Linked DNA regions of Xenopus tropicalis: region 2 is linked to region 1. The links are chromatin contacts, called in public Hi-C maps. All regions are on one chromosome and are shown on one strand. The core of a region is the stretch at or near the end of the contact, and the rest is flanking DNA. Distances in the headings are between cores, read along the strand shown. Region 1 holds the start of vezf1 (vascular endothelial zinc finger 1). Region 2 overlaps cuedc1 (CUE domain containing 1).

Region 1 (5,368 bases), core at 1,008-3,507:
GCAGTGGCTTTTGCATCATAGGATATTATAAAAGTTGCTGTGACTAATTAAGCTGCGTTTTCACTGTGCAAATTAGTTGACACAACTTTTTAAAAAAGTGGCGGGTACTAATTGCTGTGACTTCGCCCTGAGAGAATAGTTGCCCGCTGTAGCAGAGATTTATTGTGGGTGACTAATCTCTCCATGGGGCATTAACCTTAGCCTGCTAAACTATAGTTGCCACCTTTTCCTGAGAAAAAAGTGAAAGAAAGGAAATATATGTACCTATTTAATCTCACTAATTAATAATGTTGAAATCTAAGTAAGATGTTTTACTAGCAGGGCTAATAATATACTGGGCAGTTAACTACCCTGGCTGTAAGAGGAAGAAAATCACATCCATGAGCTCAGGCCTGGACTGGCAATGTGTGAATTCTGGCAAATGCCAGAGGGGCTGCTGTAAGATGCCCTGGACAGTCACTATTTATTGGGCTGATGGGGGGCTGTTTGGACCTCTGCCAACCTAAAGCAAACAGTCAACAAATGACAACCATTTATCTGGTGTTTCTGTTCGCTAAAAAAAACGCCACTATTATATTGAATTTATTACACTGAAGGTGGTGTAAGGTGTGCTTGTTATTATTAATGATGTAAAAACCACATTTTAAAAAGTTTTAGGCTAATGTCCCACAGGGAGATTAGTTGCCAGTGATAAATCTTTGCCACTGTTGGCAACTAATGTCCCCAAAACGGTGCATGTAATTTTATAAAGGGGTGCATCAAAGGTTTGTATTTACAGTATTTACAGGCAAGTGGCACACCAAATGTTTTATACATAAAATGTACACACAGGGAAAATGCTAAAAGTTGACAAAATGAAAAGATTGATACAAACATGGACGTAACACTACTTCCCTCAGATTTTTTTGTAAACTTTTGTTTTTATTGATATTTTACATGTTTCATTGTTACATTTGTTTTCAAGTTTTACATGTTTTCCCTCATATTTTAAACAAAGTACAAATGTGTACAGAAAACTCTCAGTGTAGCAATCAACTGAATTGAAACATGAACATTAATACAATGGTAATTTGAAATCTTGTGTAAAAATAAATTTAGATTTTCTGTAAACAGCATGGCGTATATTTTTTATTTTGCAAATCAGAGCCAGACCGTTTAGAGTCACACTTCCATGCGATCATTTTTTTTTTTTTTTTTACACAGATTGCACCACGTTTTACAGTTTTTTTTGTATTGTGTGGCATTAATTTGCTAGAGGGGGAGGTCTAGAGTGAAAGTTGTGAAAAGACCAGATAAATCAACATATTTATTTTCCCGCCTGTTCTGTGCTCCCATTGTGCAGTTACAAATGGTGGATTGTAAAGAAAAGGGCGCCCTGGGGCAGATGTTTAGGAAAGAAAAGGAAGGAAATACTCATTGACTGTAGTCAGTTCTTTGTGGATTGCGCATGTGTAATGGCAAACGAGCAGTTATGCCGAGGCAAATCAAAGTATTGATTTACATTTTCAGATGTTTAGGAGAATAAGCGTCCTACTGGTTTATATATGTATATGAACGCCCAATATACCGAGCCCAGGCTGATGTTAAGCTTCCACCTCCAACACTTAGAAATGGCGAGACTAGTACTGTATTAATGGCAGGGGGCTCTTCATTATAGGGGTCACTAATGTTACATTCTTAATACGCATGGGAGCGAAGTGGGTAAGCATCCCTAACAGTAATCCCATCAACGTTCGCTCATTTTGTGGCTTATGGAACATTCCCCGCAATACACAGTAGGCAATAAAGGAAATGGCGACGTTACGCGTGCAACAAAAAAGGAATTCTAACAGACACGATTAAACAGCCGCCCCTTTTGTCTGGAGTCCCCACTCTGAATGAGGTAATTCCGCTAGCTCACATTATTGATACGAACAGTGGCCATTTTACCACGTCCCCCGATCCCTACCGCCATCACGCGCAGAAAAGGAGGGCTACATAAATAAACAAGCAACACTGCAGTCCTTTATTGGGGAGGTTTATTTACACTCTATTATCACCACCTCTTCCACAGATTTGGGAAGACGGGGGAGTCTAGCCAAACACACGACGACCAGAAGGCGGGAGAGGACAAGTAAGGGTGGTAGTAGTGGGGAGAATCATGGTATCCACCCCCAACCCCCCTTCGCCAATGACCGAAGGCGGAGCTGCTGCGCCACCCCGCTCCCCCACCAGTCCCCCTCCTCCTCCTCCCCAATGGTCTCTCCCAGAGGTTACCGGAAGTTGTTAGGCGCTGCCATATTCTCAGCTGCTTTGTTGTAGGTTTCATGTAGGGATCCTTCGGCGACTTTTTTTTTCTTTTTTTTTCCTTCTTCCTTTTTTCCTCCTCCAAGCGCTGTGCTCCCTCCTCCCTTCCCTCTCTTTTTTTTCTCTCCCCTTCCTTCCCCGGGAACGCCATGGAGGCCAACTGGACCGCTTTCTTGTTTCAGGTAAGAATGAAAAAGAGACTTATTATCCGTCTGTAGCCATTTCCCCGTTTGCACATCTCTGTATTCGGTAGAAATCTGACAAAGGGCGGCGGAATCACCCCACCTCTTCCCCCCTCCTCGCCTTCCTCCCTCTGGCTCCCCCCTTCCCCGCCGCCGAGGCAGCAGCAGCCTCTCCTCCACTCCCCTCCCCGGGAAGCGGGGACACCCGGGAGCAAACAGCCCCCCCACATCCACCACCTCCTCCTCCTTCTCTCCTCACCCTCCCTCCTTCCCCGGGCAGAGAGGGGAGACAGGAGCCGGCTGCACCGGGCGGAGGCAGACACAGGAGGGGAGAGACAGCGCAGAAGAGACACTATTTTTGTCCTTGTAGAGCAGAGAGAGAGAGAGGGCGGAATGGGCTGGCTGGCTGGAGGGAAAGCTGTGGGGAATGAACTGGAATGTTAGCTTGTTAGATTGGAAATTTCATTCCACAAAACCTTGATTGCGATTTACTTTAAGTCAAACAGCAGATTGTGTGTTCCACCAAAACCTTTCTCCTCTCACGATCGTGTTCTGTAACAGGAGCTGCTAGGAGCGCATTGTAGCACGGCAAGGCCCCAGCATTGATCCCTTTGTTTGTAGTGCCGCATTTTAATCCTGTTTGCCCATAGCCGCTACACTGTGCGCCTGCGATAGACTCGCTCTTCGTGCAGATAACGGACTGCCGAGCTTTGATTCTGTTATATGGTACAGATACACATTTATTATACCCTGCGCTGGTAGTGCAATGGCGTTGTTCTGTAGAATGGCTTAGATCGTATGGGGGGGGGGGTCAGTGTGTCAAGTCTGGCTGCGGTTTCACTTCTCGACGCATTGCAAGGGTATATAGATATTTTGACGTTGAGGTATAAGAAGGCAATATCTGTGCCCCACCAACAGGTGAAATCTAGCCCCGGGTGGGAACATACAATTGCTTACATGGCCGCAGTGCTGCATTGCCTTGGGGGAGTAGTGCTGTGTCACTGCAGGCTGTGCGGCCGAGACTTGGGGTAATACCGGCTTATTATGGCCACTGACTGCACCTCCCGTACTTTTACAGATTATGGCGAGTTGCTGCAATTTGATCTGTTGTTTATTTACCCACTAGACTTTTTTTGATCAGTTTCCAGATCTAGCTGTTAGTTTTAGTAGTTCAAATTGCCTTAGTTGGCCCTTTCATGTTTTCTAAAATGAGAGATAATTTGCAGGTGATTGTACAAGAGTTGAGCTGTAAATCAGGTACATAAGGAAAGTTCACTTAGGGCTGTTTTGTTAGTTATGCAGGGTCAGAGACCAACTGAAAGTGACCTTTTGTATACAGTCATGCAATCTCTGGCAACAGAGAGACCCACTGAGGTTTAGATCACATTTTAAGATTACTTTTTTTTATTTTATTTTTTTCTGTTCTTTAAGTCTGGGAGCAACTGTCCCATTATGTCATAAAATGAGTTAGGTCTTTACATATAGTACCATATTAAGGTGCAAGAGAGCAATTGCATGCAATAACTTTGTTCTGACAAGTTGAATAAATTTCATACACATTCGTGTTTTTGTTAACCTAAAGCGTTTTTCCTTTGAAATTATATTAAAATGTAACGTGTAACTACGTTTAAAAAGGGCGTTCAATGGTTCTATTAACAGATTTCTTGTGTAGGCCGATATGATTTCTGAAGAAGCATTTGCATTCATTCCACCTTTAATATGATACCAAAATTACAACATGCCTTGAATTTGTTGCAATAGGACAAGTGGATATGTACACAATTGATCTCTCAGAAATTGCATCCAGGCTATAGGAGCAGTTGTTTTAACTGTATATCTTCACATATGTCAGAAATTTAAAGCAATGTCTTGGCACAATAGATTCATCTAGATTTTGTAACATGTCCGCATCTGCTGTAATGTGTGATCACTTACACACAGGTATTTTAATATGTGTCCTGTGCAGTCGCCTTTTATGTGTGCCACTGCACAGGAATACATGTTTGTCTGAAGCCATTATTTTGCTTGTTCTCACGGGACCGCAATGAAACCTGCATTTGGCAGGTCAGTCCTGTGAATACCAACAGCACTGAAAAGAATGGCATCTGTTAACACATACAATCCTGTCTGGTAGAACACATTTAAATGCTGTGTGCAGTAGCCCTAAAGTTACCTCTTTAGCATTCTTTAAGCTGCCCACACTTGCATGTCTTTGAGTTAAGTAAAGTACAGCTACTACTGGTCTTAAATTCATTTTCTTTATTATCCTTTATAAAGCAGTGACTTATTTATGCAGAGATCATTGATTATTCATATAAGTCCTTATGCTAGTTGAGCTTACACTTTATGGTTCCTATGACAATTACACAGCAATCTAGGTTCAAATTAATCATGGACCAATTAACCCGTCTAATTTTGGTGTATGGTTGAAAACTCCAGATAGTATCCAGGATGTAAAAAAACTCAGAACCACCATTGCACCCTCTCCCAGTGGAGCCTATTATCTAAATGACAGTCAACTAATTGTAGCAATTACTAATATAATATGTAATTTGTATCTTTTTTTTCAGAATATCAAAAATGCTAGTCAACAGGAGCTTCCCAAATGTAAGAGCTCCAAAGTGCCTGGAGGGAATAGAACTAAAAGACATGCAACTTCTAGAAGAAAGATAAATTCCTTTTGATATAAGACTTGCTGTAATCAAAATCAAACGACACAGTTACTTAAAGGGAAAATATACCCCTTATTTTGGCACAAGCTCATTCAGGTTGGCCGAATTGCCAGAAGGAATATAAATGCATTATTTCTACACAGCCATACCTGATTCCACAGATTTTATGAAAGTAACCCTTGATATTGTCTGTTTGCCTATTCCCCCCCCCCCCCCCCAGTGTCTCAC
Region 2 (5,368 bases), core at 962-3,461, 83 kb after region 1:
ACATAGTAAGTTGGGTTGAAAAAAGACATACGTCCATCACGTTCAACCATAATGCCTATATATAACCTGCCTGACTACTAGTTTATCCAGAAAAAGGCAAAAACCCCATCTGAAGCCTCTATAATTTGCCGCAGAGGGGAAAAAATTCCTTCCTGACTCCAAGATGGCAATCGGACCAGTCCCTGGATCAACTTGTACTAAGAGCTATCTCCCATAACCCTGTATTCCCTCACTTGCTAAGAATCCATCCAGCCCCTTCTTAAAGTTATATAATGTATCAGCCAGCACAACTGATTCGGGGAGGGAATTCCACAACTTCACAGCTCTCATAGTAAAAAACCCTTTCCGAATATTTAAACGGAACCTCCCTTCTTCTAAACGAAGTGGGTGCCCTCGTGTCCGTTGGAAGGACCTACTGGTAAATAGAACATTAGAAAGGTTATTATATGATCCCCTTATATATTTATACATAGTTATCATGTCACCTCTTAAGCGCCTCTTCTCCAGTTTAAACAAACCCAACTTGGCCAGTCTTTCTTCATAACTGAAACTTTCCATACCCTTTACCAGCTTAGTTGCCCTTCTCTGGACCCTCTCTAATTCAATCATGTCCCGTTTGAGCACTGGAGACAAAAACTGAACAGCATATTCTGGATGGGGCCTTACCAGAGCTCTGTAAAGGGGAAGAATAACCCCCTCCTCCCGTGAATCTATACCCCTTTTAATACAGCTCAAAACCTTGTTTGCGCTTGCAGCTGCTGCCTGGCATTGCTTGCTACAGCCAAGTTTATTATCTACAAGGACTCCAAGGTCCTTCTCCATTATGAATTTGCCTAGTGCAGACCCATTAAGGGTATAAGTGGCTTGCATATTTTTACATCCTAGGTGCATGACCTTACATTTATCCACATTAAATCTCATCTGCCACTTAGCCACCCAGATTGCCAGTTGGTCAAGATCCTGCTGCAAGGATGTCACATCCTGGATAGAATTGACTGGTCTGCAGTTTTGTGTCATCTGCAAACACTGATACATTACTTATAATACCCTCCCCCAAGTCATTTATGAACAAATTAAACAAAAGTGGACCCAGTACAGAACCCTGAGGGACCCCACTGAGAACCTTTTTCCAAGTAGAGACTGTACCATTAACAACCACCCTCTGTACCCGATCCTGTAGCCAGTTTTCTATCCATGTGCAAACGACTTCACTAAGACCTTAGTTTAGAAAGCAATCGTTTGTGGGTAACGGTATCAAATGCTTTGGCAAAATCCAAATAGATTATATCTACTTCATCCCCACTGTCCAGCTTCTTACTCACCTCATCATAAAAAGCAATTAAATTGGTCTGAGATTAGAGATTAGATTTACTTCTCCTGAGACCAACTTGCCCCCCTTCCTCAGGAATTTGCTTTGACTTCTGGCTTTTGGGCATGCTTAGTTGTTCTAAGCTCAGATTACTAAACACACCCTCCAGTCCAGCAGCCAGTGAAGAGATGGCATTGTTGGTTCCCATAGAAACTCATCTCTAGCTGTCTGCTTCAATTTTTTTCTCCTAACCTCCTCTCCTGAGCTCAGCTCAACAAAGCAGAACTTTTATCAAAGACAGTTGTGCCTGTGTGAGCCTGAATTCTTGATGAAATGTATGCTGAATAAGGGTCTGTGTGTGTGTATGCTGTTTGCAGATTTAAATGTATCTATTATTATGTATCAGAGGAAAAATGGCCAACAGCTGCTATTTGCTTTAGGAAAATGTAATGGTGCTGGCAAGCGGAGTGTATATATGCAGTACACATGATGCCATTTGGGTGGGGGAGACATGCCCAACTGATATACATTGTAGGCAAATATAGGCTTTACATGTCCTTTAAAGTCTAAAATCCTCTGATTTTAATCTTTTCAGTGATATAAAATAAACATCTCTTTACTTAATTACACATTACTACTCTTAATTACAAAAGTATATCAAAAAATGAAAAGTTCTGAGACATGACCTTTTCTGCTTTTTCAAATGAATATTATTTTTTCTAAAGCTTTTTGGTAATTATATTTTAAAATGTTCCTCAGTGCTTCCTGCTAAACTACACACAAGCAGCAAATTAAGATTCAGTCATGCACAGCAAATAATCTGATGTTTGCCTAGAAACAAGCTTTGTGTGCTTAGTCTGCTATAGTCTGCTCAGTAGAAATGCATACAAACTGTGCCACACACTGGGGCTTTGCAGAACTGCAGCTATTTGTTTTCTAATTAAATCTTCACATTCCTATGGGCTGAAGTCACTAAGCAATTGTGGAGAATGCTTTATTATTATAGAAGTGCCCTTCTCAAATGCACAACTTGCTCAAACCAGTACCGTGCTTTAAAAAATCTTGGTAGATATCTTTTAAGATTAAGTTGAGAACTGCCTTGTCTTGTGATTTCTAATAACAAGAAATAATGTAGGCACCTCAGTTTGTTAATACATTATTTAATACATTATTTAGCCTTCCTTTAAATATATCCGTGAATGTTTTTCATTGTAAGGCATCAGTTAAAGAACAAAAGGCCTCTTTATAAACTGCAAAAGAATGAATGTTTCTTATTTTAATGTATTTCACTGGTTTTTGTGTAGGTAGGAGTGGTGTGTTTGTAAAGAATCAAAATGTTTCCTTTAGTATTAAAATAGCTGTTGATGCTGGAAAGAAAACAGTAGAACGTTTTTGTACCTGCATAGCATTTCAATTAGTAAGTATAATGCAATGGGGTTTTTTTTTTTCTTTCTTTTTGCCAAAAACGAGTTTTTCAGCCTCCCATGGGAAACAGTGGTTTCTGCCAGATCTGAAATGGGAAAAGAGATGTTGAAATTTTCAGTAAAAGATTGAGACATTTTTGTCACTTTTTTTGTATAACCAGGCTCATTGCTTTGCTGATTAGTAAAAACAGTGCTTAAAAATTTTGTTCTCCTATTATGAAGACCCCCATCTGAAGCCTCTCTAATATGCCTCAGAGGGGAAAAAATTCCTGCTTGGATACAAGTGGGCTATTAGACCAGTCACTGTGAAAACTCTACTGAGAGTTTCTGTAATACAGGTATCTGACCCCTTATCCGGAAACCCATTATCCAGAGAGTTCTGAATTACGGAAAGGCCATCTCCCATAGACTCCATTTTAATGAAATAATACACATTTTTAAAAATGGTTTCCTTTTTCTCTGTAGTAATAAAACAGTACCTTGTAATTGATCCCAACTAAGATATAATAAATCCTTATTGGAACCAAAACAATCCTATTGGATTTAACTACTGTTTAAATAATTTTTTTAGTTGACAAGGTAGGAGATCCAAATTATGGAAAGACCCCTTAATCGGAATACCCCAGGTCCCGAGCATTCTGGATAACGGGTCCCATACCTGTAGTGTATTTTCCCCTTGCTTAAAATCCTTGGCGCTGTCTAATGTATCAGCCAGTACAGCTGCATCAGGGAGAGAATTCCACAACTTCACAGCTCTCACAACTGAATGGATGCCCTCGTTTCTGCTGGACAGACCTATTGGTTAATAAACCATCAGTTTATTATATGGTCCCCTTGTATATTTATACATAGCGATCTTATGGCCCCATAATCACCTCTTCTTGGCCACCTTTTTATTCAACCTTGTTTGGCGACCATGAGCGGATCTTTCAGTGTATGGCCAAAAAAACACAGACTAGTCCATCTATAAAGCCATAAATACTAGATATGCAGTGATTAAAGGAGAAGAAAAGTCATTTTGTCATTTTACTACCGATAGATTTGCCACATTAGTGCCACCTAGAACACTATATTGATTCTGCAGAAACCATTACTATACCAGAGTAAACAGCTTTAGAAGCTTTATCCATTTGCTCAAGACAGCAGCTGCCATTTTAAGTAGCTTCCTTCCTGCAGCTCTAGCTATAGCTCAGATCACACATTCCTAAGGGAGGGGGGAGGGAGTTCTAGTGGTTGGGGGAGCAGGAGAGAGGAGAGAACTGGGCAGACTCTGGCCACAGGAATTAAGGATGTTTCTGAGAGAGGAAGTCAAACACTGTAACATCATATTTACATACAAGAAATCCTGTGTTTCTTTTGATAGAGGACTCAGTGCATCATTACTGTGCTTATGACTGTATTTACATAGACCTTTCTTATAAAGCTTACCTTCTTCTTTCTACTTTAAACTAGAAATAAATCATGTTTGCTTTTTAAATACTTTTCTGTAAAATTGAATATTTATTATACATTTTTTTTCAATTTCTTTGTAGGACTGATGTGCAGAGTTTCAGTGGCCCTCAAGTAGCAAAAAGGTGCAGAAAGTGGAATCCTCCTTTAGTGGGTAACCTACCAGATGATTTTCTACGCATTTTACCCCAACAGATGGATAGTATTCAGGTAATAATTCTAGTTTAATGATGGTTTCACTTTTTATAGACAAGTTGATGATCAAAAGGAGTACATTCCATTAGGGAGGCCTTGTGGTAAAATTGTGCATAGCTATACTGTACCATGACAGAATAAATCAGATAGAAATGCCTGCCTGAGCTGTAGCAGTTTCTCCTTGAACAGTATTCCTTCTCATCTTTCTTGTATGCTTTGTGTTTGCTGCCTGTTAAATAGATAATATACCAACTGTACAGCTTTCAAATATCTTGTTAGACGTTTTAAACTCTCCGAGATTTCACCTAGACAGCTCTGTCTATTATTATTAGTGCTATCAGGCTATTGAGGTTTATATACTTATTTTCTTTAAGCAGGACTTGTAAGGGTTCTAAAATGCAGATATGCACTGTAAGCACCTCTAACAGGTTTGACTGGTGCCTACCAAAGGTCTTACCAGTATATGTTAGGGAGGGCCATTTGGCAAGTGGCTGTCTTGTACCCATTTTGCTTGGTAAATGATCAGTAAGGGGCAAGATTCTGTGCAAGTACTTGCTTTTTTAAATTTCTCCCAAGCAAAGGGTTGGAATTCAGCCAGTTACTTGATGTAGCAAGTAATCTCAATTCTCAGGGCATTTGGGGAAGACATGTAATGTGGGTTGATGCATAAATGTTATTTCCCATTTGTAAAGACAACAGGAATGTTTTGGAAGATCTGATATTTTAACTGATAAGCCTATGACAGATCCAAAAGAAGCGCAGAGGTCAAATTACCTGGTGCGAATTAGCCCGACAGACCTGGTGTCTTATATATATATATATATATCAAAAAGAAAATGACTAGCTGCTGCCAAGTCATTCCTGAGCACATAATTTTTAATTGTGACTTGCGGCATTACTAAATCCATCCTGGAATTTTAATCCGAGGCTTAAGCAAAGTGCAGTGAATATGCCACAATATATTAATATACAGCTGGTTGTTTTGTATGAA

Evidence for each region. Hi-C and Micro-C count contacts between places; a contact is called where the count stands out from the background.
Region 2: a contact with region 1 is called in a Hi-C map of liver, with 6 times the contacts expected there. The contact joins the enhancer-like site here to the promoter of vezf1 in region 1. A contact is called at or near these places in 2 of 5 Hi-C or Micro-C datasets (brain and liver).

Annotation. Positions count from the first base shown.
Region 1 is chr2:76,134,429-76,139,796 of UCB_Xtro_10.0, forward strand. It overlaps vezf1 (vascular endothelial zinc finger 1), which reads left to right and starts at 2,258. Exons shown (of 7, transcript NM_001006864.1): 1 at 2,258-2,468. The coding sequence starts at 2,436.
Region 2 is chr2:76,217,315-76,222,682 of UCB_Xtro_10.0, forward strand. cuedc1 (CUE domain containing 1) reads left to right here. Exons shown (of 11, transcript NM_001016217.2): 4 at 4,266-4,392. Among named protein-coding and RNA genes, the nearest start is that of cuedc1, 47 kb to the left of the region's middle. Within about 2 kb of position 2,212, at least 4 of the 11 cell types and tissues checked have an H3K27ac peak or open chromatin away from gene starts, as enhancers often do. A contact at or near this core is called in liver, where this site is marked.